5 separate regions of the Mus musculus genome follow, and all the other regions are linked to region 5. A link is a contact called in public HiChIP or PLAC-seq and promoter capture Hi-C data. All regions are on one chromosome and are shown on one strand. The core of a region is the stretch at or near the end of the contact, and the rest is flanking DNA. Distances in the headings are between cores, read along the strand shown. Region 1 holds the start of Eif4ebp1 (eukaryotic translation initiation factor 4E binding protein 1). Region 2 holds the start of Rab11fip1 (RAB11 family interacting protein 1 (class I)). Region 3 holds the start of Got1l1 (glutamic-oxaloacetic transaminase 1-like 1). Region 4 holds the start of Htra4 (HtrA serine peptidase 4). Region 5 holds the start of Thap1 (THAP domain containing, apoptosis associated protein 1).

Region 1 (5,272 bases), core at 2,085-4,584, 1.1 Mb before region 5:
AAGGTCAGCTTCCCAGACAGAGACTTTTTTTTTAATTTCTCTGATAGGGTCTCGCTATGTAGGTCTGACTGACCTGGAACTTATTATGTAGACTGTAGACCAGGCTGGCTTCAAACTCACAAAGATTCTCCTGTCTCTGCACCATTACATTCAACTTTACCCCTTACAAAACAGTGTCATTTACACCTGCCACCCTACCTACCTGCCTGCCTGATTATTAATTAACCTTACCCAGGTACTATGAGGTATGACCACCCAAACAACTTCTGTAGGTTTAGAAGTCAAACATCCATCCTTGGTGGGTGTTCACTAGATCCTGTTTATGACATTGCTAGCAATCTTAAAGACTCCCAGGTTCAAATCTTCTTGTGGGACACTCCCTTCAGAAATGTCCTAGGTTACCAAAGGCTTAATGACCACTGACCAGAGTCCCAGGAATGGAGATGGTTCAGGCCACCTGTTGTGCCCTGGTCTCCAGAGGCAGCTGCTTCAAAGCCATTCTCAGCTGAAGTAGCTTCCTGTAGTATTTCTTCATGTAGAGCTTGCAGCCCCTTACAGGTCAAGTCACATGCCAAGGAGTATAGGAAGCTTAAGTTCAAGAAACCTGACTTTATGCCTGGATATGAGATCTACTTTGCCAGACTCCTAAAGATCTGGAAAGGCAAGGAAAAAAGCCGTGTGTGTGTGTGTGTGTGTGTGTGTGTGTGTGTGTGTATACATATATGTGTATATATGTGTGTGTGTGTGTGTGTGTGTGTATACATATATGTGTATATATGTGTGTGTGTGTGTATACATATATGTGTATATATGTGTGTGTGTGTGTGTATACATATATGTGTATATGTGTGTGTGTGTGTGTGTGTGTGTGTGTGCGTGTATGGGCTTTGTTTGTGTGTTGTTTATCCCTTTCCCTTGTAACTCCTGAGTACTCAAAATGGAATGTGAGCCAATCAAGCATATAATGGTTAGGCAGATGACTCAGTCCTGATTCAAGCTCATGGGCTTTATACGCCCATAGATCCAGAGGACAGAGTAGACCTCAGGGTGATTCACTTGACCTTGAACTCCCAGCTGGCCCCTGATACAAGTAAGAAAATTCAAAAGTTAGATGGATTTGCAGAGAATAGATGAGAGCAAAGAGAAATAGCCCAAAGGGTATTCAACAGCTGTTAACCCCGGAATTACCAACACTCAGTAAGGTGAGGCAGGAGGATCTCTGTGTAGCCCTGGCTCTCCCGTAACTCACCCTGTAGACCTCTGCACTCGGATTCCGTATCTCGTTGGGGTGCTAAGTGATGAGAAACATTCTGGAGCAAATGGGTCAAGCTTCTGCCCTTTAGCAGAGGCGACCTGGAATGAATGGCCTTTGGGAAAAGATCCCACTCCTTAAATTAACTGGCTTTGGCAGAAACAAGCAAGTCTTTCCTCGAGCTATGGACTGTGTGACACACAAACAACAACAACAGCAACAAAAATCTGACAAGGGCCAGCTGGCTTTGGGGACCTGACACTGCTTTCTTTCAGTTAAGAAGCAAATGCTACACTCTAAGGAAACCCCTTCCTCTTCAAAGACAACGGGAACTACCTGGTCTGCCAACGGACACTTCGCAGACCACAGTGAGAAGTGGATCAGAGTGCATTACAAACAGTACTGGCTATTGCTACCCAGCTAACCTGTTCATCCAGAAAGGGACGGGCAAGAGAGAAAATAAACGTTTCCCAGAGCCTTTAGGTCTGTATCGGTGCCTATAAAAAATAAAAATAAAAAATACACCCTGATTCACACCTCGCCTAAAAGGACTCAACTCTCTGTGAAACTTTGTGCTCAACACAAAGTTCTGCGAAAAGACAAAGGGGCAACAGCGTGAACTAAAAAGTGGCCAGCGGGGTTGAAGAACTCCAGTAACGGGAGGCCAGAAGCCTGCAGAAAACTTTTCCTTTGGGCCGTTTCTAATAAGAGGGAGCCGGCTTTCTCCCCCTGCCCTGCTTGCTACTTCTTGCTGAGTGTAGGAACTCAGCATGACGATGCACAACAGACACGTGCTCAAGCAGCGAGGCCTTGGTGCTGTGTCCTGAAGATCACAGAACCCAGTGGACACTGACTGAGCTCCAAGATCCCTTCATCGGTGCCTTGGTTCTGGGATCTGGCTGTGCTCCCTGGTGCAGGGACAGCTGCCCGAGAAAATAGGCATGTGGCCCGGCTGCGCCAGCAGTAGCCCAAGGTTCATCACCGCGCCAGGATTCCTCTTGTTTTTGAGTTGTAAGAGGAGTAGTTGGGGGAGGAGACCGGGGAGGGGAGAAGCGCAAAAGTGGGTGGGAGCGGCGCGAGGATTGGGAGGGAAGTAGTGAGCCACGAGGATTTCATCATGCAAACAGGCGGGTAGGTTTCATCAGCGTCTATACTGGGGCTCCAGGGCAAGCTGGGAATGCCTGGTTCCCGGAGGCCGGCCCCCACCCGCGCCAACTCAGCTTCCTCTTCCTCATCCTCCGCCACTTGGGCCAGTTCAACGCTGTGCCCTGCCCCCCAGGCCCGAGGAACGTGTTGTTCTGCACTACACCAGACGCCGCCCCTGCAGGAATCTCTCTCTTAACACAAGCCACAGGTGGCAGAGAAGCACCCTCAGCGTCCAGCCTCCATTAATGAGCGAGTGTCCAAAGCAAAGAGGGCTGCCTCCGGAAAGGTTAAAAAAAAAAAAAGTGTGCAGGCGTCACTTATTCCAAGGGAGATCAACTAAACTTAATCTCCAGGCCAGCCTCTTTCCCTGATCTTGTCCCACCCCAAACTGCCCTGACACCCACAGAGGTCGCCCTTAAGCACATGGTGGTCCTGGCAGAGTGCCTATCTGTATGCTCAGGGCACTCTGCCGTATCTCCCAGGAAAAGGCTAATAATGCAGGCAGTTTGCAGCCGGGTTCCAGACCACGCTCCACCACACCCAGAAGGCGAGCAACCGAGACGGTGACCCTTCTGCTTTCCCGACGCCCCTCGTCCGTTCTGGCCAGCTACCGAACCCCTCGAATGCCGCCCTCCCCGTCGCACGTGAGACTCCGGATCCCGACGTATCCTCCAGCCCCCCGAGGTCGCCCGTGACCCCGGCCAGCGCCTACCTCCCGGGGTGGTGCTGAAGAGCGTGCCGCCCGGAGTGGTGCTGTAGTCCCCGGGCGGGAGCTGCACGCCATCGCCGAGGGCTACGCGGCGAGTGGGGATGGCCCGGCTGGGAGTCTGGCTGCAGCTGCTGCCCGCCGACATGTCTCCTGCACGCCGCCCACGACCCTCCAGCAACCCCGCGGCACCTCGGCCCAGCCCTTCTCGTGCCCGGCCCGCCCCTTCCGCCTGGGCTCCACGCCCCCTGAGACTTGCGGTCCGCCCGGCCCCACCCAGCCCCAGCCCGCTGCCTGCAAGTGGTTCCCCAGCTGCTGACCTAGGCAGCTTCTGTCCTCTCCAGTGCAGGAACCCCAGTGTGGGCCCCTTGGGTTCCCTGGTTCCTCCCCGAGACTCTGGGAAGATCTAGGTAGGGATGACGGTGGCAGAACTCTCCGATTTGGTGGCAGCGTCTCAGCGCACCAGACCGCCTGCTTTCTATATTAGGATGTGACCTCTCGATCCCAGGCCGATCCTCAGAGAAGAAAGGGTGGGCTGATCCTTCGCCATTCTTAACGTTTCTACAGCTTTTACAGTTTTACAGTTTTTAGGAGTCAGAGCAGCGGCTGCACAGCGCACATTCCTGGACTTGGAAGGAGTAGTGGAAGAGTAAGAGGGACCTAGCCAGCCAGCTAGGAACCGAATATAAATCTGATGAGGAATGGGCAGGATCGAAGCTCTGCGTACTGTGGGCTGGGAGGATTAGAGTTAACCGGTCAAAGATCCGCATAGTACTTGGACTGGGTTCCACTCCAGCACTTTGTCTGGTAGTCACTAGGGAGGGAAGGGAAAATGCATGTCCAATCGGTTACAGTGTCTGTGTCAATCAATCTCCATATGGTAGGAAATGCCTATAATCCCGACCGTGAGGAGGCTGAAGCCCTAGGAGGATCCCAAGTTGACAGCCGAGGGAGGGCCAGAACCCTGTTCTCACTGTTGTCCGGGCTGGCCTGAGAGAACACACTGGGCCACCTTCCTCCCTTTGGGAGAAGCATGTTGAAAGGGGTTTTGCTTTTTGCCTTGTTTGGTTGTTCTAGAGGCCCCAGATTTCCTGGAACTACGATTTCAGGGAAGGGCCTGTTTATAAAGTCCAACATCCAAGTTCAGCATTCAAGTGGTCCACACTTGTCCCAGCAATGAGGAGACTGAAGCAGGAGGATTCTAGCCTGTGCTACCCAGCAAAACCCTGTCTCAGACACAGAAAGAAGAGAGAGAGACTTAAGCTGGGCATGCTAGCTCAGAGAAACTGAGACAGGAGCATTACAGAAAAGCTGAGGGCAGACATGGTTGTGGCGAGTTTGATGCACAGCCTGGGCCAGACATGTTAAGACGCTGTCTTAAACCGTGAAAGAGAGAGAGAAAAAAAAACACGGGGAAGGGGAAGCTTGGAACACAGCTCACTTGGTAGACAGTTTACCACGTATACACTAAGTCCACGGTTAAATCCGAAGCATCAACATAAAAACTGAACGTGGTGGCACTTTGTAAGCTTATAATCCTAGAACTCGGGAAGGGAAGGTTGGGGGATCAGCACTCGGGAGGCAGAGGCAGGCAGATTTCTGAGTTCGAGGCCAGCCTGGTCTACAAAGTGAGTTCCAGGACTGCCAGAGCTACACAGAGAAACCCTGTCTCAAAAAAACAAAAACAAAAAAACAAAAACAAAAACAAAAAAAAAACAAAAAAAAATTGGCCAAGCCAAGCCCAGTGGCTCTCTCTTACAGCTGCCTACAGACCCAAATAAGAAACTCTCATCTACATCTCCAGCACCATGTCTGCCTGTGTGCCACCATGCTCCCTGCCATGATGACAATGGACTAAACCTCTGAAACAGCAAGAAACCTCAATTGAATGTGCTCTTTTATAAGAGTTGCAGTGGTCATGGTATCTCGTCACAGCAATAGAACACTGACTAAGACAGTGTTCTATTACCCCTAAGGCACTTGGATAAGTTGAGGAGTTAAAGATGATTGCCCACAAGCCTACAGCCACAGCTAGGAGGGACCTGAGCCTGAGGGTAAGCACCGTTTCCCTGCCTTGGTAGCTCCATTGAGTAGCTTTCCAGGGAAGATAAGCTTCCCTCCTGGGCTTTGCGAACCACATGGCCCTGAGAATGATCGTTTTAGAGTTT
Region 2 (4,559 bases), core at 1,462-3,961, 1.0 Mb before region 5:
TTCAGTTGGAACCAGGAGTGGGCGGGGCAGGTGGACCCAGGAGTGGGCGGGGCAGGTGGGAAGAAGTGCAGTTCTTTCACTCCGCCCTGACCTCGGGAGGTATTTACAAACATTCCCAATGGCCCTTTATGGTTGCAGACCTGCCTCTGGGATAGCCAGCTGCCTGGGAGTGGTGGTGCTGTTAGTTGGTGGGCGGCCAGAACCTTCTCAACTGTCTGTCTTGTAGCCTTTGTCACTGTGCCCGTGTATCCCTAGTCAGGTTACAGTGTTGTCAAAGCAGACAGATTCTCACTCAGTCACTGAGTCTTAAAGACAGTGTGACGCCCCCCCCCCCCCCAAAAAAAAAAGAGGAAACAGCCATCTTGTAGGTCCATATCTGGCTGGAAAACACCTTGTTCCTTCTTTATTGACATGTCTGATATCCTCCCCCCGCCCCGCCCCCATCAGTCACCACCCCCATCACTGCTAAGCCCAGCCCCAGGCATCTCAGCGAACCCCAACTGAGAGTCAAAAATATAAAATAAAAAAAGGCCCTGGTGTGTGCTGGTGATGAAGTGGCACTGCCCTCTTCCACCCTGCCATCTCTCTTAGCCAGAGTCTCTGCCTGACAGAAACCCAAACACATGAGGTCACGCACGCTCGTGGTTCTTTCTCGCCCCACCTCCCTCCCTTTATCCCTTCCACGAGAGAAGAGATGCTACCTCTTGCTCATCCAGCTTGGGGTCAATCCTTGCTTGCTTCTCGTGGAAGCAGCACAGAAAATGTGAGTCTGGGCAACATGACCCATGTCTGTAATCCCAGCCCCCAGAGGACAGAGACAGGACAAAGAGACCTTTGAGATCAGCTTGTTCTCTCTCTGTGTGTGTACAAATAGTAAAAATAAATATTTATAAATTTTCAAATTTTATGTATATGGGTGTTTTGCTTGCAGAGGCTAGAAGAGGCTGTCAGATCCTCTGGAGCTATAGTTATGAGCCACCATGTGTGTGCTGGGAATAGAACCTGGGTCATCTGGAAGAGCAACAAGTGCTCTTAACTGCTAAGCTATCTCTCCAACCCCTGTATATATATATATATATAAGTGAGTGTGGAGGGAATCAGAGCTGTAAACTTCCAAAGCCAATTTGGACCCCAGATGTAGAGTTCATCTAGTAGGGCCCATTGGACAAGCAGGACAGCCAGCTGAGTATAGACAGCAAGGATGGGTAAAGTGAAGGCAGATGGGACAGAGAGCAGACAGTCCCCAGGGGGAAATGAAGGCAAATGGCTGTCACTGGCATGCTCTTCACAGGCACCACCACCTCCCAACTGGGCTCAGTTTAAGGATGCCACTGCTCATAGCCTTCCAGTGAGCTTTCTAGCTCGCCAGGTCTAACACTGATGTATAACTCCAAATCCTGGTGTTCATAATCTGTATGACCCAGCCACCTTGGCAGTCCTATTTTCTCCCCCCCCCCCCCCCCCCGCAAGACTGAGAAGCAGGGAGTTAAACAAGTCACCTGTCTTTCAGGCAGCTATGTCAAGTGGAAATCTGTGACAAGCAGTGAGGTAGATAAGGGACAGCTGGGGCCCCAGGGAGAGAAACTCTCTAGGCTGCAGGTTTGTTTACCCAGAAGTCAAGGAAAACAAAGGGGTGGGACCCAAAAAAGGAATGCCTTCAAGAGTCTAAGTGAGAAGTACCGCAGCTGGCGGTAATTCAACACTGCAGGGGTTCCAGAAGTCGGGAAAGCAGTAGGCTGGTCGACCAGAGGGAGCTCAGTGGAGAGGGAGGGGTGTGTGTGTGTGTCTGGAAACCTTTAAAGTGTTGTAGCGCGGGAGGTGTCCTCAGTTCTAGCATGGGAGCCAGGGCACCAGGGCTCTATCCCCAGCTTTAATGTAAGAACTCGGACGTGTCACATCTTTCCTGAACCTTAAGGCTTTCAAAGTTACATTTCCACTCTGAATAACTCACCATCGGAGATTTCAGCCTTTGAAGGATGACCCGAAACACTCAGGGAAGTCACCAATCTGCTAGACACTGACTGGGAACAAGAAAACCGAGTGGGAGGCCAGAGATGGAGCCCAGAGAGGACGCAAGAGGCTTACGTAGGAAGAAATGGGGAACCGAGGGGTTCGGTTTGGCAACCCCGTTTCCAGTTCCCCCTTCTTGCTCTTCCTAACCTAGCCTCACCCTATGTGGTAAGGGCAGAGTAGCACAGGCTAGTCCCTCACCTACCCTCCGCTTCCCCGACACAGTCTCTCACAACATCCCTGGCTCCCCGCCTTCCTCCAGAGCAGTACCCAGGGGACCAGAGCAGGAGAAGCATCCCTGGAGTGGTGTGGTATAACCCAAGCATAGCTACCACTTTCGGAGCCCTTCCCATAGGCATGCAACTATGCTATAAACTTAAATGTATTACTTTCTTTACAGCAATCCAAGGGGTGACTGTCGCCTCGTTTTACGCAAGAAGAAACTGAGGCAAAGTCTCACATCTGCTGCTAGGCGGATCAGGCTTGCTCCTGTTCCCTCATACGGACTCAGACAACTGGGGACCACTTAGTGCATCATTACTTCTCTGATCCAAAACTCTTCAGGCTGCGCCAGCCCACGTGACCTTTAGGTCCCCGCCTTCTCCGCGAGGCCCGCCCCCAGGGCAGGTGGCGCGCGGGCGCAGGGGGCGTGGTGGGGGCGTGGCCGGAAGCATTAAAGCGGCTCGGGAGCCCGGTGGGCGGTCCAGACCGAGGACAGCGGCTACCTTCTGGCTTCCTAGCCTGGTGCCGCGTCTGCCACCATGTCCCTGGCGGCCTCAGCGGGCCGGGGCCCGGGGACCATGTGGTCCCCTACCCACGTGCAGGTGACGGTGCTACAGGCGCGGGGCTTGCGGGCCAAGGGACCCGGGGGCACGAGCGACGCGTACGCGGTGATCCAGGTGGGCAAGGAGAAGTACGCCACGTCGGTGTCGGAGCGCAGCCTGGGCGCGCCCGTGTGGCGCGAGGAAGCCACCTTCGAGCTGCCTCCGCTGCTGTCCTCCGGGGCCGCGCCGGCCGCCGCCGCCACCCTGCAGCTCACCGTCCTGCACCGCGCGTTGCTCGGTCTCGATAAGTTCCTGGGCCGCGCCGAGGTGGACCTGCGGGAGCTGCACCGGGACCAGGGCCGCAGGAAGAAGCAGTGAGTGGCTGCAGGGCGCGGGGAGTCCAGGGGAGGAAGGACGCTCGGGCAGTGCACCTTGGGGGCGAGAGTGGCAGCTACCGCGCTATGGGAGGATGGCCCTTGGCTCCCCCTCGCCCGCAGGCTCACCTAACCCAGCTTCTCTTCGGGCTGTCAGTTTCCAGCTTTCCCAGTTATGGGGGCTTTTGGAAGATAGGAGAACCTTTGAATCCTCAGGGCGCCCTTAGACCGCACAGCACACTAAGCACTAGATGAAGTTTTGGTGAACTGAAATAATATGCAGGTAGGAGAATTCCTATTAGGTGGGGTATCCGCTTTATCTTGCATGGACGCTCCCCTGAGTATTTTGTTGAACTTGAGAGGCTTTGAGCTGAGAACCCTTGGGCCAGGGAGGGTAGCTATTTGGAGTGAAAGCCTAGGGCCCCCAGAGCTGGACGATCCTGGGAGGACAAGAGTGGGGGAAAAAAACCACCAGCCTGGTGATTGCTGATTCTCATGCCCATCTGATTCGACCCCTCGGAATGAACGCTAGAACAGTTTGTTGTTTGTCTGGGATCTGAATTAGTGGTCGATGATTGTTCCAAGATCTGTTACTGACTCAGTAGAAGTGAGTAGAATAGGTTGTTGCTCTTTGGAGTTTGGTAAATTCTGTCTGGTTCTAATTCCTGGTACCGTGGCTACTCACTAGCCTACCTGTGGCCCCTTAATTGAAGGTTCTGACAGGACATCCTAATTTTGCAGAAAAAGTTAGGCAAACTCCAGTTCACGTTAAAGTCTTTTGTTTGTTTGTTTGTTTGTTTGTTTGTTTGTTTCGAGACAGGGTTTCCCTGTGTAGCCCTGGCTGTCCTGGAACTCCCTCTGTAGACCAGGCTGACCTTGAACTCAGAAATCCGCCTGCCTCTGCCTCCTGAGTGCTGGGATTAAAGGCGTGTGCCACCACGCCCGGCCACTTGAAAGTCTTCAGATTATTTTACTTTATTTTATTTTGTTCACTGGTGTTTGCAAAGGGCACTTTAACCAATGGAACCTTTGATTACGGTTATCTCGTGTACCAAAGAGCTTGGATTAGCCTAACTGGGTACTTTGCTTGACCTTATAGATGCCAGCTCTGTTAACAACCAAACCCCCCTGGGCCGAAAAACATATCCTTATGTTCCTTCCTGGTACTTCAGGTACACTGGGCCTTTTAACTTTGTCTTGGGATGGGGCAGGATTCAGAGGAGCTGAATTTTCCAGGCTAGGGTAGGATCTGTTTCAGCAAGCAATGTTTAGAATTGAAATACCTGATGTCGTTTTTGTGGCCACCGATGAATAGGCATTTCTGAACACAGCGTCTTACAAGCCAGACTGTATCTGCGGAAGGGAAGCCGAAGTTAACTTTATTTCCTCTCTGGATTCAATGCCATTTGCA
Region 3 (4,934 bases), core at 1,154-3,653, 1.0 Mb before region 5:
CTCTGGTTTAGACAAAAATTCCCCTCCAGAGCAGGCATGTCAGTACATACCAGCACTGGTGAGTGTCAGTACATACCAGCACTGGTGAGGTGGAGGCAGGAGAATTGACAGCATGAAACACAGCAATATCTGGTCTTAAAATGCAAAATGAAAGGAAGATTAGGAAAGAAATTTTTTTGAAGCTTACCATCTGTCCTAACACTGAGAAAGCAAGGCTTTGTTTCCTGAATTCTCATAAATATTTCAAAGGTTAAGATAACCAACTAAGATAAGTGTGACAGTGGTGTTCCTGTATTAGTATTTACTGTGCCAGGTAGCCCTGCCAAGGCCATAGGAAGAAGACCTCCCTCTAGCATTTATTCACTGAGCCAGGATGTTCCCATGTCCTCTCCCTCCTGCATCTCCACCTGCACCTGTGCCTGTGCCTGCACCTGTGCCTGTACCTATGCCTGCACCTGAACCTACACCTGCACCTACACCTGTGCCTGCACCTGCACCTGCACCTACACCTGTACCTGCACCTGTGTCTGCCACTGGAGATTCAGCTTCCAAAGAAATACTAGAGAACAGGCTTCCAGATGGTTTGAGAACGGAGCTGTTGGTGTTAGGTGATTTTCCATTCCCCTAAGTCTTGCTGAAATCCCTTGTCCCTACATTGAAACTCCAGCCCCTACCCCTCACTGCCATTGCCAAATGCAGGTACCCTCCATCACCTGCATCCTGATATTGGGAAAGACATTTTCTAAAGATAAAACAGCTTTGTCTGGACAAATAAGTGCAGAGGGAGAAACTGCAGGCAGGCACACAGCCCCAGCATTTTGCAGTTAACTTTCCATTCCCCATACTTCTCATATAAGCTCCAAGTATCCCCTTCCTGCAGAAGAGTGTCTGTCCCTTGCTATTTTGAGATAAACAGTCCTGCCTGCTCCAGTAAGACTGGTCTCTATCTGCCTTCTGTTTTTCTACTTTGCCTCAGACATCTAACACCAACAGCAGATAACAGTTATATGCCAACACCATGTGGCTAGTGGCCTATTGCTGTGAGAAAGACCATGAGCAAAAGGAACTTGGGGAGGAAAGGGGGTTTTGGGGGCACATATCCAGATCACAGTCCATCACTGAAGCTCAAGCAAGGCAGAAACCCGAAGGCAGGAACTGAAGAAAACAAAAAGCTTGCTTGCTTTTAAAGATTAATTTATTTACTTACTTTATGTATATGAGTACACTGTAGCTGTACAGATGGTTGTGAGCCGTCATGTTGTTTTTGGGAATTGAACTCAGTACCTCTGCCCACTCCGGCCCAAAGATTTATTTATTACTATATCTAAGTACACTGTAGCTGTCTTCAGACACCTCAGAAGAGGGCGTCAGATCTCATTATGGATGGTTGGGAGCCACCATGTTTGTTACTGGGATTTGAACTCAGGACCTTCAGAAGAGCAGTCAGTGGCCTTACCCTCGGAGCCACCTCGCCAGCCCCAAAGTTCTGCTTTCTTACACAATCCAGGGCCACTGGCCCAGTAACGGCACCTCCAAAAGTGGGTTGCCCCCTCCCACATCAATCATTATCAAGACAATGCCACACAGCCCTGCTTACAGACCTAATTACGGGCTGGCCTCATGGAGGCCTTTTCTCAAGCATTTTCCTCAACTTGACGAAAAACAGACCAGCATAAAGTCCTATCTTGTGCAGGTAATTACGGTTGTTGGGAGTTTGAGAGCGCAATGACCATGTCACGCCTGTCCTCTCATCTCAACTGTCCCTGTCCCTTCCTCTAGCTCTTACATTCTTTCCCTAACTTCTATGCTGTTCCCCGTTGAGCTTTGGAGTGGATGATACAAATGGTCCATTTAAATCCGAATATTAAAACGGTCACCTGGTCCTAATACATTGACCAATCCCGTCTCTGCAGTCCCTGCTGCCTGCCCTCCCTTCACACCCACCTTAAATGTATATTAAAAACTGTTTCTTGATAAACTCGGCGTTTGCTCCCTAAAAAAAAAAAAAAAAAATGAAAACAAAATGGAAGAAAAAAAAAAGAGAACACTTGCATCAGAGTGTGACTTGAGCTCTTGATTGACGCTGCTGTGTGCCGTAGGGTGTTTGCTTCTGTTGGGGCAGCCCTGTCTAGCTCACTGGCTGACAGCTTTGTCCTGCTTTCTAGAGACTGACTTGTTATTTCAGGTGAATTGCTCGGGAGCTATAGCCAGCAATGAGTTGGGAGGAAGTGCCTGGGAATCCCATGTGTTTGTTTACTCTTCCCTGTTGCTTGCTCTCCCTGGGCACTTTTCCTCCAGGGCCATGGAATGTTCCTGTACGTCCTGAACATTGCTACCCTGGAGACTGGGAGTCCTGAGGTTCTGTTGCTCTGACAACTCACTGCCCCATAGCCTCGTGCATCAGCGCTGCCAAGGTTCTGGAAGAAAGAGGCCTGAAATTATTGGCACCGCACGTGCTCAACTATGACCAGTCTTTCTGTGTTCAGGGATGTACCCACAGCCCAGAAGCTAGAAGGCAGCTTACTAAAGATCTACAGGCAAGATGGCTATCCCAGCAAGTTGTTCCTGGCCTACAAAGGTAGGAGGCAGTCATTTCAGGGTTTAAGATTTTCTACGTTTCAACTGGCTGTACGTGGGCAGTGTCCCTAGTGGAGGGTTGAAGAATAGCTCACGTCTCTGCTGCTGGAAAGGCTTTCGTTTATTAAGGGAACTGCCCAGAGCAGAGAAGATCAGTGAACAACCCGAGTCACCTCATACCTGTCGGGGACTTTTGAGAGGAATCAAGTTTTCTTCCTTCTCACCCAATCCTTTTTTTTTTTTTTTTTTTTTTTTTTTTTTTTTTTAATCTGCTTCTTCATCCCCTCTAGTTCCTCCCAGTTCTCTCCGGTGTTCTTTTGTTTTGTTTACAGTCCCATGTAAATTAGACTAGCCTTGAACTCACAAAATAGCTGCAAATGATCTTGGGCAGATTCTGGTCCTGCCTCCACCTCCCGAGGACTGGAGGCACCACCTTGCTTCTCTCTCCTCCCTTCATAGGTTTCTGTTTGTGTGTTTGTTTTGTTCTGTTTGCGTTTTTTTTAATTGTATGTATGTGTATGAGAGAAAGAGAGAAAGAGAGTATACATGTGTACATTCATGCAAGTGTTTGAGACGGTAGCCAGGAGGCATTGATTTCTCTCCAGAGCTGGATTTACACGTGGTTTTAAGCTGCCTGACAAAAATGCTGAGAACTGAATGAGTTCTCTCCAAGAGCAGTTTGTGCTCTTAACCACTGGACCAACACACACACACACACACACACACACCCTGGCTTGCATAATTCCCTATCAAATAAACCAGGCATGGCACATGCCTGAGCTCTCAGCCCTGAGAGGTGGATGATCAGATGGTCAAGGGCACTCTCAGCTACATAGAAAGTTCAAGGCCAGCCAAGGGGTGCTTGATACTAGAGGGCAAGAAAAGGTGACAAAGAAGAGACATGCAGAGAGAGACAGAGACAGACAGAGACCTTCATATATAGAAATCAGGCCTTGACATCATGAAATGCCTAATTCATTTTGTATGTAAATCTTAACCTTTAAAACTCAAATGAAACAGTTTCAGCTGGCTTTGTTGTTGTCTGTTTTGTTTGTGGGGTTTTTTTGTTTTTGTTTTTTGTTTTTGTTTGTTTTGTTTTGGTTTTGGCTTTGAGAGGTTATCTTGCTTACATCTCTGGATCACCTGAAACTCACTCTGCACCAGGCTTGCCTAAAACTGATCCTCCTGCCTCCACCTCACCCCCACCCAGTGCAGGGGTGACAAATATGGGCCTTGACTTAGCTGTGGGTTTTGTTGGTGGTTGTGTTAGTTTTGTTTTGAAACACAGTCACTAACAGCTCCCTGTCTTCTGTAAAGAATGAATCAACAAAGAGGGGAGGGGAGGGGGAAAAAAAAAAGTAAACTTTCACGGGCTGCTTTAGAAAATCACCAAGAAACACGGGCCAGACTTGTGGTTTGTGGGCTGCCCCGGCGGGGTATACAGAGCTCCCTTTGAAATTTCTCCACAGTCTGCATGACCGAAGAAGGCCATCCCTGGGTTTCTCTTGTGGTGCACAAGACCCGCCTGCAGATTGCAGAGGACCCCTCTCTGGACTATGAGTACTTGCCCCTGGTGGGCCTGAAATCATTCATCCAGTCTTCTCTGGAACTCCTCTTTGGAAAGCACAGCGAAGCCATTGCGGAGAAAAGGGTGAGACCCAGAGAGAGAGAGACAGGGTTTCGTGACCTTAAAGCCCACAAGGGACCATGCAGGGGCCTCCACCTTGACAGAGGCAATTCCTGAGACTCTGAAAGTCCGTAGCCTTTTGTACTGAGGGGCAAAGCTGGGATCTAAACTCAAGTCCTCGTTTGGTCACTAAGTTGCATCCACTCACGCACGCTGCTGATTTGGAAACTATAAATAGAGCATTTCAATATAAAAGGGGGGGAGGGGAGAAGAGGACTGGCTGGAATGGTCCAAATGTATAAGACCCTCAGTTCAACCCCAGCACCAAAAATAAGACAAAATTCTAGTCTGGGGTGTGCTGCTTCTTTCCAACATTCTCTCCACGTGTTGCTTGCTGACAGGTTGGGGGTGTGCACATCGTTGGTGAGAGTGGAGCCTTCCAGCTTGGGGCTCAGTTCCTCAAGACGTGGCGAAAGAATGTGAAAATCGTTTGTATCGTCTCATGTCAAAAAGGTAAGTGTTACCCAGGTCAAGGACTGGAGAAGATCCCACACCCTGTTGTTCCCAATTCCTGTCCCACGCGGAATCTCTACTCCTACCCTCATTTTCTACCAAGAGAAAAATGGTGGCTATGCGAAACTACGTCCAACCTTTTCTTGTTATTGTCTTTCTATATGTCAATGATCCTCACCCCACTCTCTGGTATCCCTGCCTCCGTTTCTCCACTTTC
Region 4 (4,824 bases), core at 1,974-4,473, 1.1 Mb after region 5:
AGGTGAATTTTTGGGATATCTCCCCCAGGCAGTTCTTTCAGGATACCTCCCAGGGGAGCAGACAGGACCTCTTGTGAGTCATGAGGGCTAATTAAACTGCTATAACCACTTGTAGGAATCATGTCGTCCTCTTGATGCTCCATGACCCCAAATGACATAGAACTGAGTGACAGAGCCACCAGTCTATTTTCCGTGTCATGTCCCGAGGATATGCGGTTATCAGGGTCAAATGTTATGATTGCAGAGACCAGAACAGAGACTTCCCTTGAAACTGAGGTGTGTGTGTGTGTGTGTGTGTGTGTGTGTGAAAGAGAGAGAAAGAGAGAGAGAGAGAGAGAGAGAGAGAGAGAGAGAGAGAGAGAGAAAACCACTCATGTTAGGACAATCTCTCTCTCAGAGGCTTACATTAATATAAAGCAGCTACTGAGAAGAGATGGATGGTTGTTTATTGCAATAAGCATCTTTGATCCATGTTTTCCAGACAGGAGAATGACTCTTTCTTGGCACAGTGAATCTTGAATTCCTGTCTCACAGCTCTTTTATAGCCAGTCGACTTTTGTGTAATGCTAAGTGCTTGTATACTGTGCAGCCTGCTGGCCCACTTGCTCTTTGCTTTATTGCACTGCCTGTTAAATGAAGTCATGCACACACCAGGTGGAACTCTAGCGTCTGATAAGAGCCTATACACTCACTAGTGAAGAGACTTAAATGTGATTTTTCCCCCCAGTACTTACATTTTTCATGGAATAGAAACTGGGAATAAAGAAATTGAATCAGAGGATGAATTGTTGGCTAGGAATTTCCTAGGTTCTAGAAGAGTTTAGAAGATTAGATTTCCACCCAAAATTTAGGGTATGGCTTTTCCACTGGGCAAGATACTATTTCCAGTGCCTTTGGGGTCATTTCTATCAGCCTTCAATGAACTGTGCTACCAGAAAATTATGGCCATTTCCTACAGGGAGAGAGGTCATGGCTCATTCCTATCTGTGTAACTTTTATCTGCTAGGTAAATTAACCCTGTTTTTAATTAGAAATTTGTAGCTCTAAGAGACTAGGAGGCATTTTTTATTTAAGCTAGTTAGCACTCTGTGTCCATAGTTAATGCAAAAGCAAAAACAGGCATAAAGCTCTCCGGGTGAGAGGAAGCATGCTCTTTCAAATGTGACTGTGACCCTGAATCTGGTGCCACACTGAAGACTTCTGGGCTCCGTGTGTGGGAGCTGTCCCCCGACTTTGTCTGGCCTTGTGATCCTGATGAAAAGAAAACCAAACAAAAATCAGTGGGCTTCTTTCTCTTTCTGTTCATGATCTTGTGTGTCTCCCATCCCCTAAAAAAAAAAAAAAAAAAAAAACTTTTGTGTGTTTTGGTTTTTCAGGGTTCGGGGATTATTTATTTAGGAGCGAATAAGGTTACAACCTACTTCAAAAGTCAGTGCCCTTTGTCTCTGGTTTCAGCTTAAAATCTTCCCCTAGAAAATTCTTTGGCTGCTCAACAGAATTGCTCAATGTGAAGATGAGGAACGAATGAAAAATAAATCAGGAACTCCTGAAGGGCCTCGAACATGCCCTGGCTCAAGGAAATGAGGTCATCTTTTGGCGTTTAAATTGCAAAATCTGTCTGTCCCTCTCTTAGAAACTGTTGGCTTGGTTATTAGTGCTGCATCAACGGGTCCTTACAGAAAGTTGAGAGGTTTCGGTACACACTCTGAGATCATGTTAAACACAATGCGGTGTATATTATGCAAACAAAGGAAAAGTACAGTTTCAGTGATCCTAACCAGCCCATACATGAGACTTGCAAGTTAGAACATTGTTAATAGCGGTGCCCAGAAAATATAATTATCTTTGTGAAGCCTCAAAACATTTAAAGTCTCAATTCTTGTTTCAGAATTCCCCTTCTGTCTGTATTTACACACATACACACACCCTTTAAATTTGTTTTTTGCTAGAGTCTTGCTACGGAGTCCAGGCTGGCTTTGAACTGATAATCCTCCTGCCTCAGCCTCCTGAGTGCTTGGATTACAAGTCTATGCCACCATATCCAGCCTAGGACAGTATTTTAATGTGAGCCAAAGATGGTGCATAAACCTTTAGTTTTCAAGGTGTGATGGCGTGTGGGTTTGTGGTTAAGCATAGATTGTGGATAAATCCGAAGGGATTTCTGGATTATAAAAGATACTGCATTTCCTGTGTGGAATAAAAGCAGTCTCTGGGGTTGGGTCCTTCTATAAAGCTTCGAAGGTATTGTTCTCTGTAGCTGAAGTATGTCCTATCCATTACTCTTCAATGCTTTGGTGGACTTGCTTACTCGGGTCAGGTGATAATCAGGGGAAAAAAAAAAAAAAGAAGCGTGTGTTTTTCATTCTCCGAACCACACCGAGGATATGGGAGACCGCAAACTAAAGTGGCACCTCTGGTCAAAGTGGCGGAGTGACAGCTCTACTTCCAAGTAGAAGGCTGCCCCTCCGGGAAGATTTAAGGTCCATCGTCCTAGTTTACTGGAAGCAAACTGGTTTGGTTTGGTTTTCCCCTTTCTACACAGGACTTATATGACCCTCTGAGTAAGCAGTGGACTGGTAATTGAGCGGTAGACTTGATACTTGTTTTCAGTGTCAACCAAATAAACAGCTATCTGGTAGCAGACGGCAGTGTTTTTGAAATTAGGCTTCCCATGTCGCCTGTTTAACCTCCTCCCCCACCCCCACCCCCCAAAATCTGTTTTCCTCAGTCCCTCGTTCTCTCTCTGTGTTATTGCCTGCCTGAGTCAATTATAGTCACTTATACCAGGTAGGCGTTGAATCAAGTGAATATTTGGCAAAAACACACAGTGTGACTGCTGGGCCCTCTGTTTATGAAGGTGTGGCATGCCCCGTTTGAGCCAGTGTTTGAGCCGTGAAACACCTCCTGCAAGCACTGAGCTTAGTGCATGGAAACTCCAGCTTCTTACGTTGTGTGAGCTCCTAATTGGTATGTAGCAAAACGTCATTTTCTAAAAACTGGTTGGTTGCTTGTTTTGTAATAAAAACATGTGAAATAGGAAATCTGGTTGTGTGTTTTCCTGGTCAGATCTCGTGGCCGTGGGTGGGTGGTCACGTTTCTCCCTTGCCCCAAGACTGGTTTTTGAGTGGACCCCTCCCTTCATGGCTTTGGGGTGGGTGGCCCTTGTCCTGGGATGGCATGGGTGGTGGGTGATATATGGGTGTGTGTGTGTAGAAGTGAGCCAGACTCTGACCTTTATAAAGTCCGAAGGCTGGCTGAGGCAGCATCCAGGCCAGGAAAAACAGTCGAATCGACGAGGTCAGGGAGCAAGATGAGCTTCCAGCGGTTGTGGGCTGTGCGAACACAGTTTCTCCTGCTGTGGTTGCTGCTACCAGCCGTGCCTGTTCCGTGGGCCGAGGCCAGGAGGTCCAGAGTCTCGCTGCCCTGTCCCGATGCCTGCGATCCCACGCGCTGCCCGACTCTGCCTACCTGCTCGGCCGGCTTGGCGCCGGTTCCCGATCGCTGCGGCTGCTGCCGAGTGTGCGCCGCGGCCGAGGGCCAGGAGTGTGGCGGGGCGCGGGGCCGGCCGTGCGCCCCAAGGCTGCGCTGCGGCGCCCCGTTCTCCCGGGATCCCTCGGGGGGCGCGTGGCTGGGCACCTGCGGCTGCGCGGAGGGTGCTGAGGATGCGGTAGTGTGCGGCAGCGATGGGCGCACCTACCCCAGCCTATGTGCGCTCCGCAAGGAGAACCGAGCCGCTCGCCAGCGGGGCGCGCTCCCGGCTGTGCCAGTGCAGAAGGGTGCCTGCGAGGAAGCAGGTGAGCGGGGCGCGGGCGAATCTCCTGACACTTCTCTTACTTTTCAGAGGGAGATGAAGTGAGTGCTCTAACTTCGCTCGCTCGCGAATTCAGTGGGCCTTCCTTCGCCATCTCTAGGGATTCAACCTGTTGTGGTTGTTCCTGGTGTTCTTGCCTGGTTAATTTTGGTCTCTTTACTGGCTGCCACTGGGCTTCCCTTTCTCCTTTTCTTCCCTCTGGTAGGACAGGGAGGGTCCTTTCATCTCCTGGTCTGGAGAACCTTCAGAGAAAGAGGGACGGGGAGATGCTGGGGAATTTTGAGATGCGACACCTGCATCCAGGGACGCACTCACCGTGGACCGTTTATTCACAGGGACCACAAGAGCAGGGCGGCTCCGGAGAAAGTACAACTTCATCGCCGCAGTGGTGGAGAAGGTGGCGCCGTCTGTGGTCCACTTGCAGCTGTTCCGCAGGTAAAGGTCCCATCTAGGATCAACTACCTCACCTGCTGGTTGCCAGATTTCTGACCATTAAAACCGCTGTGAGGAAACACAGATTCAAAGAGTTGGCTGGGGTGTAGGTGGGCAGTAGAATTCCGCAAAGCCTGCAGGAGACCTGACTTGCTAAGAGTTATTTCGCTAAAGAGCAAAGAGCCAAGCGCAAGGATTCTGGCTTCTAAATTGAAGCTACAGCAGTGCGTATTGGTGACTGGTGTTTCTTTCTCCCCGGTATCCCACAGCAAAACTAAAGGCTGACTGTAGGAGCTAGTAGTGAGCATTTGGTGGGCTTGTTTAGCCTTAGCACTCGCTTGCATGCAAGGAAACCCAAATGGAGAGCAAACTTAGTTTGTTCTGAGTCACAACGCCAGTTGGTAGTGGGAACTAAGAGCTAGATTCTGAGGCTGTGGCAGTAGTGTGAGCACAGGGTTAGCACCAGGTTTGGCCTGTTCGCTGCAGATGACAGACACACAGGTTCCCACACTGATCTAAAGGAGGAGACACCATCCTGGACCCAGATCTCAGTTGTGTTCAGAAAAGATGGCCAGGACGAG
Region 5 (5,039 bases), core at 949-3,448:
TCTTTATATTTATTGCCCTGTGCTTTTCTATATCAAAGACGCAGTGGGAGACGCTAGAGTGATCAGAAAAAGCTATAGAATGTTTCAATTTAGCTTTACTGTTCTTTAGCTGTTCCACCACATAAGGTATGCCAGACCCCGATCATCCTGTTCTTCATGAAGACCTAGCCAACCTTCGTGTTAGGGCTTATCTTTATATTAGCCAGCTTTCTCCACTGCAACTATGTTCAGGCTGGAAAAAGCATATGCCTAAAAAGAAGTTCAAAGCACCATGGTGGCAACTTCTTATAAGTCCTAGTGTCTCGTCTCCTAGGACGGGGGCACAGAACTGTCAAGCAAGATCTTGGCCACTTACTGTTCTTACATAAGGCTTAAGACTCATGTTAGCCCTTGTTCTTATTTTCCAACACCCAGCAGTTGAAACGGTCTTTTTGATGTGTGCCATTTTTAACTAGTCTGCATACTTGAAGGTTCCCTGGGCCATCTTAATAAAGCATAGGAAAGGGAGGCGGCAAGTCGAATGCACGTCCCTGTCACCATTCCCTCATCTAGTCCTACATTCTGAGGATGTATGAAATTTCAAAAAACCAAGTCATAGTTTAGGCTATATTCTAGCCTATTCCCCAGAGAAAACAGCACACAAGTCTTACTTTCTTGCAAACATTATTAAACATGAACACTACTGACCCCTCAAAATCTGAGAGACCATTGTGAAATTTGTTTCTGTAATCGTTTTGCTATGGATAACTTGCATAATTTACCAGTGGATCTGATTTCTTAGCTATCATCTGCATACAGTCAGGAATTCCTCCAAAACCTAACATAAAACTTGTAACAACAAATTTACCTGCCTAAAAATTGTCACATTTTGTGGACTGTTAGCATTAACAAACACCATCAGTAACGCTAATTCTATGACTTTCTTCTTTCAAGAGAGTATTTTTATTTTTCTCTTTAAAAAGATTTATTTATTATATATAAGTACACTGTAGCTGTCTTCAGACACATCAGAAGAAGGCGTCATTTCTCATTACGGATGGTTGTGAGCCACCATGTGGTTGCTGGGAATTGAACTCAGGACCTCTGGAGGAGCAGTCAGTGCTCTCAACCGCTGAGCCATCTCTCCAGAGTATTTTTCACCCTGGCTTCTTGATTGCTGCACCCACTACAAGAACGAGCCCTGACGGCTGTGGGGGTAAAGCTGGTATTCGCTCACATTAACCTTCACCACGGCAACAGAGTCAAGTGTGTGCTATCGTCTCGTTCTTCCTGTGTGTTGAAAGACAGGGGTTCATCTCGACAATACCAAGAGCCTCCTCTAAAGCCCATGGATGCTAAAGGTTGGTTCTTTGACGCTAGGACTTAAGAGTCCTCCCTGGCATCCCGGTCAGCTGCCCTGCTTCCTTCCCGGCATCCACAGTGAGGTCCGAAACCTGTCCTCCTCCCCCTGTGCGTTCCCAGCTCGACTTCCTCCCTATGTGCCACGGCCACGCCGCGGCTTGGGACGAAGAGGTACGCAGGGCTGCGAGAGGCTTCTGGGCGTCGCTCGCTCGCTTGCCCGCCCGCCGGAAACCCTCCGCGAGCGCGAAGGCGCGCGGTCTCAGCCCCCAGCGGAGGCCAAGACCAACGGAGACGCCGCGCGCCCGGGATGCGCAGCGGGGGCGCGCAGCCACGGGGACGCGCCCCCGTGGGTCCCCGCCCCCGCCGGCCCGGCCCGTCCGCCGCCCTGAGCGCCCGAGCGCCCGCCCCGCCTCCTCCAGGTCTCGCGCGGCCACGCGCCGGGCTCCGCCCCCACCCGCCCGCGCGCCCCTGTCGCCGCGGCCGCGGAGCACGCCAGTTACCTACTTGTGGAAGGAGACGGGCTTGTCCTTGTCGTAGCGGTTCTTGCAGCCGTAGGCGGAGCAGGACTGCACCATCCTTCTGGCCCTCCACACTTCCCTTCGGCCCGGGAGGCAGGCGAAGGGGGCCGTCGGGGTCGCCGCGCTCGGCCTTGATAACGCTCGCCGCTCTCGGTGGCGTCGGTCAGCAGTTACGGGGACGATCACCTCGCCGTGGGGTGGGGGTTGGGGTGGGGGAGTGACTACCCTGTCCGTTGTGGGGTTTGCTTTAGCAGAAGGACCACAGCTGTCGCCCGTCTCCCATCTTCAAGATGGCGGAGGCAGCTTCAGCCTCACCTCTCGCGAGGACTCGGCTCGCCGTCTCTGATTGGCTGAAGGTAACGTTCCCAGGGAAGCTGACCATTGGCTGGGGCGAGGCGCGCCTGTGGGGCGTGGTCAGCAGTGCGGAAGTGGGTGGGCCCTCTGCGCCTTGGCCGGAAGAGAGCGCGTTTGTTTGGGATCCTGACTGCAGTCGTTCTCGTAGTGGTGACTGTCGTTAATTTGTCCGGCGTTTTCTGCTGCAGCTTGATAAAGAACGGCCTGTTGGGTCCGAAAGCCTGCAGGAGAACGTGGAAGAGCTCGTCCCTGGCCATACGCAGTTTTTTTTTAAAGGGGGGGGAACCAGCAGATGCGTGGATTGTACAAACCTGTGGTCCACGTTCAGAATCCAGGTGACCGTCTAACTAGACAACGAGGACAAACGCGCATTTCATTTCCTCTAAGCTGGGAAGGAAGACCTTTTTTTTTTTTTTTAAATGTATGTGAGTACACTGTCGCTGTCTTCAGACACACCAGAAGAGGGCATCAGATCTCACTGCAGATGGTTGTGAGCCACCATGTGGTTGCTGGGAATTGAACTCAGGACCTATGTAAGAGCAGTCAGTGCTCTCAACTGCAGAGCCATCTTTCCATCCCTACAGTGCACTTCTGAACGTTGTTACCTTTGTGTAGGCGCAGCGATTTTTCAAGCTGAAGACAAGTGTTACAGGCTTGACCCTCTGTAGTTTGGAGTGTGTGGCGCATTCTCTCCCTTATAAACTATTTTCTGTACCCTTAAATATTGCTTCTCTTAAGGATCTATTTAGTGGCTACCATCTCTAGAACTTTGACTATTGAACCCACATACCATCTTTTCCTAGCTCGTTTTACTTGAGCACACATGGACTTGCCTTCAGAGTTATCAGGTATATGGTTTAATACATTCGCCAACTACTTAAATCTGAAATCCTGGTGTCACTGAGATAAAACAAAAAAACTAGGCTTTAATTCAGCAGAAAAGAACACTTGTTGCTCTTGCAGGTGACCCGGGTTCGATTCCCAGCACCCACAAGGCAGTTCACAACCATCTATAACTCCAGGCAGCTGGGCACCAGGCACACATGTTGTGGGTCAGAGGACAGTTTGTGGGAGTGGGTTCTCTCCTTCCACCTTGTGGGCTCTGGGACCTAACTCGGATCATTAGTCTTGATGCTAAGTGCTCTTATCAGCTGCTCCTAGGACCCCTTCCTCGAGACTTAGGTTAACCTCATAGAATAGAGAGGTTATTCTCTCACCACCATCCTTGAATTCAAGTACTCACAGTCTCAACTTTTTGTCAGTCCTAGTCTTCAGCTTTCTCTCTGTCCCTCATAAAAACACTGCCAGCCCCTTGTTTATAAAGCTTAGACATCCCAGGATACCTCTGTAGTGAATAAAGTCCAAATTGCTGATGATGGCAGCATAAGCAGCAGGTACTCCTGTGTTTGTACCATCTTCCCCTGCTTGTCCTTACACTCCTGTAACTGCTCAGATAGGCAGCTTTGCTTGGCCTGGGATGCCCGTCCCCTGACTGCTTCATCTTTCCTTAAGATGTATCTTGTGTGTTTTTTTCTGTCAGGTTTGCCTTATACCTTTTTGTTTTGGTGAAGTTGTGTACTTATGTCTGTAATTGTGTGCTGTAACATCTCTGTCTCATCTGACTGGGGTGCTGGGGAGGCTGGCAGCATCTTACTGAACCTGGTAGCCTCAGCAGCTCTGGTTGTCACAAATTAGGAGACATTGAATTAAATGGACCTAGAAACTGTACCTAAATTCGTTTCAGAGAAGTAGCTATATATTAGGAACACCAGAAGAGTGGTTTATTAACATTTTATAGGGTATTGATACTAGGTTCTCTACTTTAGTCCACTGCAAAGAAAAAAAAAATCATGATATGGTTAACAGATGGTACCCCAAAAATAATTTATGTAGTTACCTTAAACTCTGAACACATCATATGGCTTGTTATTTATTGAAAACCTGTTCTGTACTTCTGAGGGGCTATATAGTGAAGATGGGTGGTATAGTAGTCTGCCTTACTAGTTATTTTACTAAGCTAGTGTTCTGTAGTGAGAAGAAGGAGAGTCACACAGAAATTCGAAAAATGCTGGAGGAGGTTGCAGTTATTAAAGATGAGGCTAGGACTGGCCTACTAGAGGAAGCAACTACTGAAAGATTTCAAATTAGCTGTGAGGACATCTTCTGTACCTGGTGCCATGAGGCACGGGAAGCCCACCTCCCGAGGCCTGGGGATCCAGCCTGTTCAAGGAGAAGCAGAAGTGTGTTGGAGTTGCTGAGTGCAGTGGCTTGGGGGACAAGTAAGAGGAGAGGTTAGAGGATAAGAGCCTAAGGGGTTCTGCAGGCTGATGTAAGCTGCTGGTTTACCATGCTGAGGTTCTTGTGCTGAGCAACAACCTGTCTCCACAGTCAGCTTTGAAGCAGAAGGGTGATGCAGGTTTAAATACACTTCAAGTTCAGGCTTGGTAGCACACTCTTGTAATCTCAGCCTTCACAAAGGAAGGGCAAGAATTGTGCTGAGTCTGAGGACTACCTGGTCATAGTGAGTTCTAGCCAACCAAGGTATACAAAGTCAAAACCTATCGAAAAAATAAATTCTGCTGTGTTGAGATGGGAGTAGGGATGTGAGGTGTAACGTGGGCGGTAAGTGATCATTTATCTCGTTCATTAGTTCATTTTCCTATATTATGCCCCCATATGGGCTAGCATGTTATTTACAGAACTGTTAGTGAGGCATATTAGTGTATCTTCATAGAGCTTATTCTATAAAGGGGAAAGTAGAATAAAAGTGTAAATTAAGGGCTGGAGACTTTTTTTTTTTTAAAGTATAAATTATACTAAGGTACC

What was found. Promoter capture Hi-C pulls out the DNA fragments that hold promoters and counts their contacts. HiChIP or PLAC-seq counts read pairs in DNA pulled down with a chosen protein or histone mark.
Region 1: a contact with region 5 is called in a promoter capture Hi-C map of pre-B cells. The contact joins the promoter of Eif4ebp1 here to the promoter of Thap1 in region 5. A contact is called at or near these places in 7 of 39 promoter capture datasets (the 3T3-L1 cell line, 3T3-L1-derived adipocytes, the HPC-7 cell line and 4 more), 1 of 484 Hi-C or Micro-C datasets (Sertoli cells), 4 of 115 datasets of contacts at active chromatin or transcription factors (double positive thymocytes, large pre-B cells, microglia and 1 more) and 1 of 9 other capture datasets (liver).
Region 2: an H3K27ac HiChIP or PLAC-seq map of cardiomyocytes shows a contact between it and region 5, with 6 times the contacts expected there. The contact joins the promoter of Rab11fip1 here to the promoter of Thap1 in region 5. A contact is called at or near these places in 3 of 39 promoter capture datasets (the 3T3-L1 cell line, cranial neural crest and liver), 2 of 115 datasets of contacts at active chromatin or transcription factors (acute myeloid leukemia and cardiomyocytes) and 1 of 9 other capture datasets (adipose tissue).
Region 3: an H3K27ac HiChIP or PLAC-seq map of embryonic stem cells shows a contact between it and region 5, with 4 times the contacts expected there. The contact joins the promoter of Got1l1 here to the promoter of Thap1 in region 5. A contact is called at or near these places in 3 of 39 promoter capture datasets (the 3T3-L1 cell line, hippocampal neurons and pre-B cells) and 3 of 115 datasets of contacts at active chromatin or transcription factors (astrocytes, embryonic stem cells and large pre-B cells).
Region 4: a contact with region 5 is called in a promoter capture Hi-C map of neutrophils, with 4 times the contacts expected there. The contact joins the promoter of Htra4 here to the promoter of Thap1 in region 5. A contact is called at or near these places in 4 of 39 promoter capture datasets (erythroid cells, liver, neutrophils and 1 more), 3 of 115 datasets of contacts at active chromatin or transcription factors (large pre-B cells, pro-B cells and thymic regulatory T cells) and 2 of 9 other capture datasets (adipose tissue and liver).

What each region holds. Positions count from the first base shown.
Region 1 is chr8:27,258,389-27,263,660 of GRCm38.p6, reverse strand. Eif4ebp1 (eukaryotic translation initiation factor 4E binding protein 1) reads right to left here and starts at 3,334. Exons shown (of 3, transcript NM_007918.3): 1 at 3,111-3,334. The coding sequence starts at 3,252.
Region 2 is chr8:27,172,798-27,177,356 of GRCm38.p6, reverse strand. It overlaps Rab11fip1 (RAB11 family interacting protein 1 (class I)), which reads left to right and starts at 2,711. Exons shown (of 6, transcript NM_001080813.2): 1 at 2,711-3,148. The coding sequence starts at 2,772.
Region 3 is chr8:27,200,016-27,204,949 of GRCm38.p6, reverse strand. Got1l1 (glutamic-oxaloacetic transaminase 1-like 1) reads left to right here and starts at 2,403. Exons shown (of 9, transcript NM_029674.1): 1 at 2,403-2,578; 2 at 4,047-4,228; 3 at 4,606-4,717. The coding sequence starts at 2,464.
Region 4 is chr8:25,037,361-25,042,184 of GRCm38.p6, reverse strand. Htra4 (HtrA serine peptidase 4) reads left to right here and starts at 3,223. Exons shown (of 9, transcript NM_001081187.3): 1 at 3,223-3,794; 2 at 4,147-4,246. The coding sequence starts at 3,311. It overlaps Plekha2 (pleckstrin homology domain-containing, family A (phosphoinositide binding specific) member 2), which reads left to right. Exons shown (of 12, transcript NM_031257.3): 12 at 1-3,041.
Region 5 is chr8:26,155,328-26,160,366 of GRCm38.p6, reverse strand. Thap1 (THAP domain containing, apoptosis associated protein 1) reads right to left here and starts at 2,198. Exons shown (of 3, transcript NM_199042.2): 1 at 1,846-2,198. The coding sequence starts at 1,916.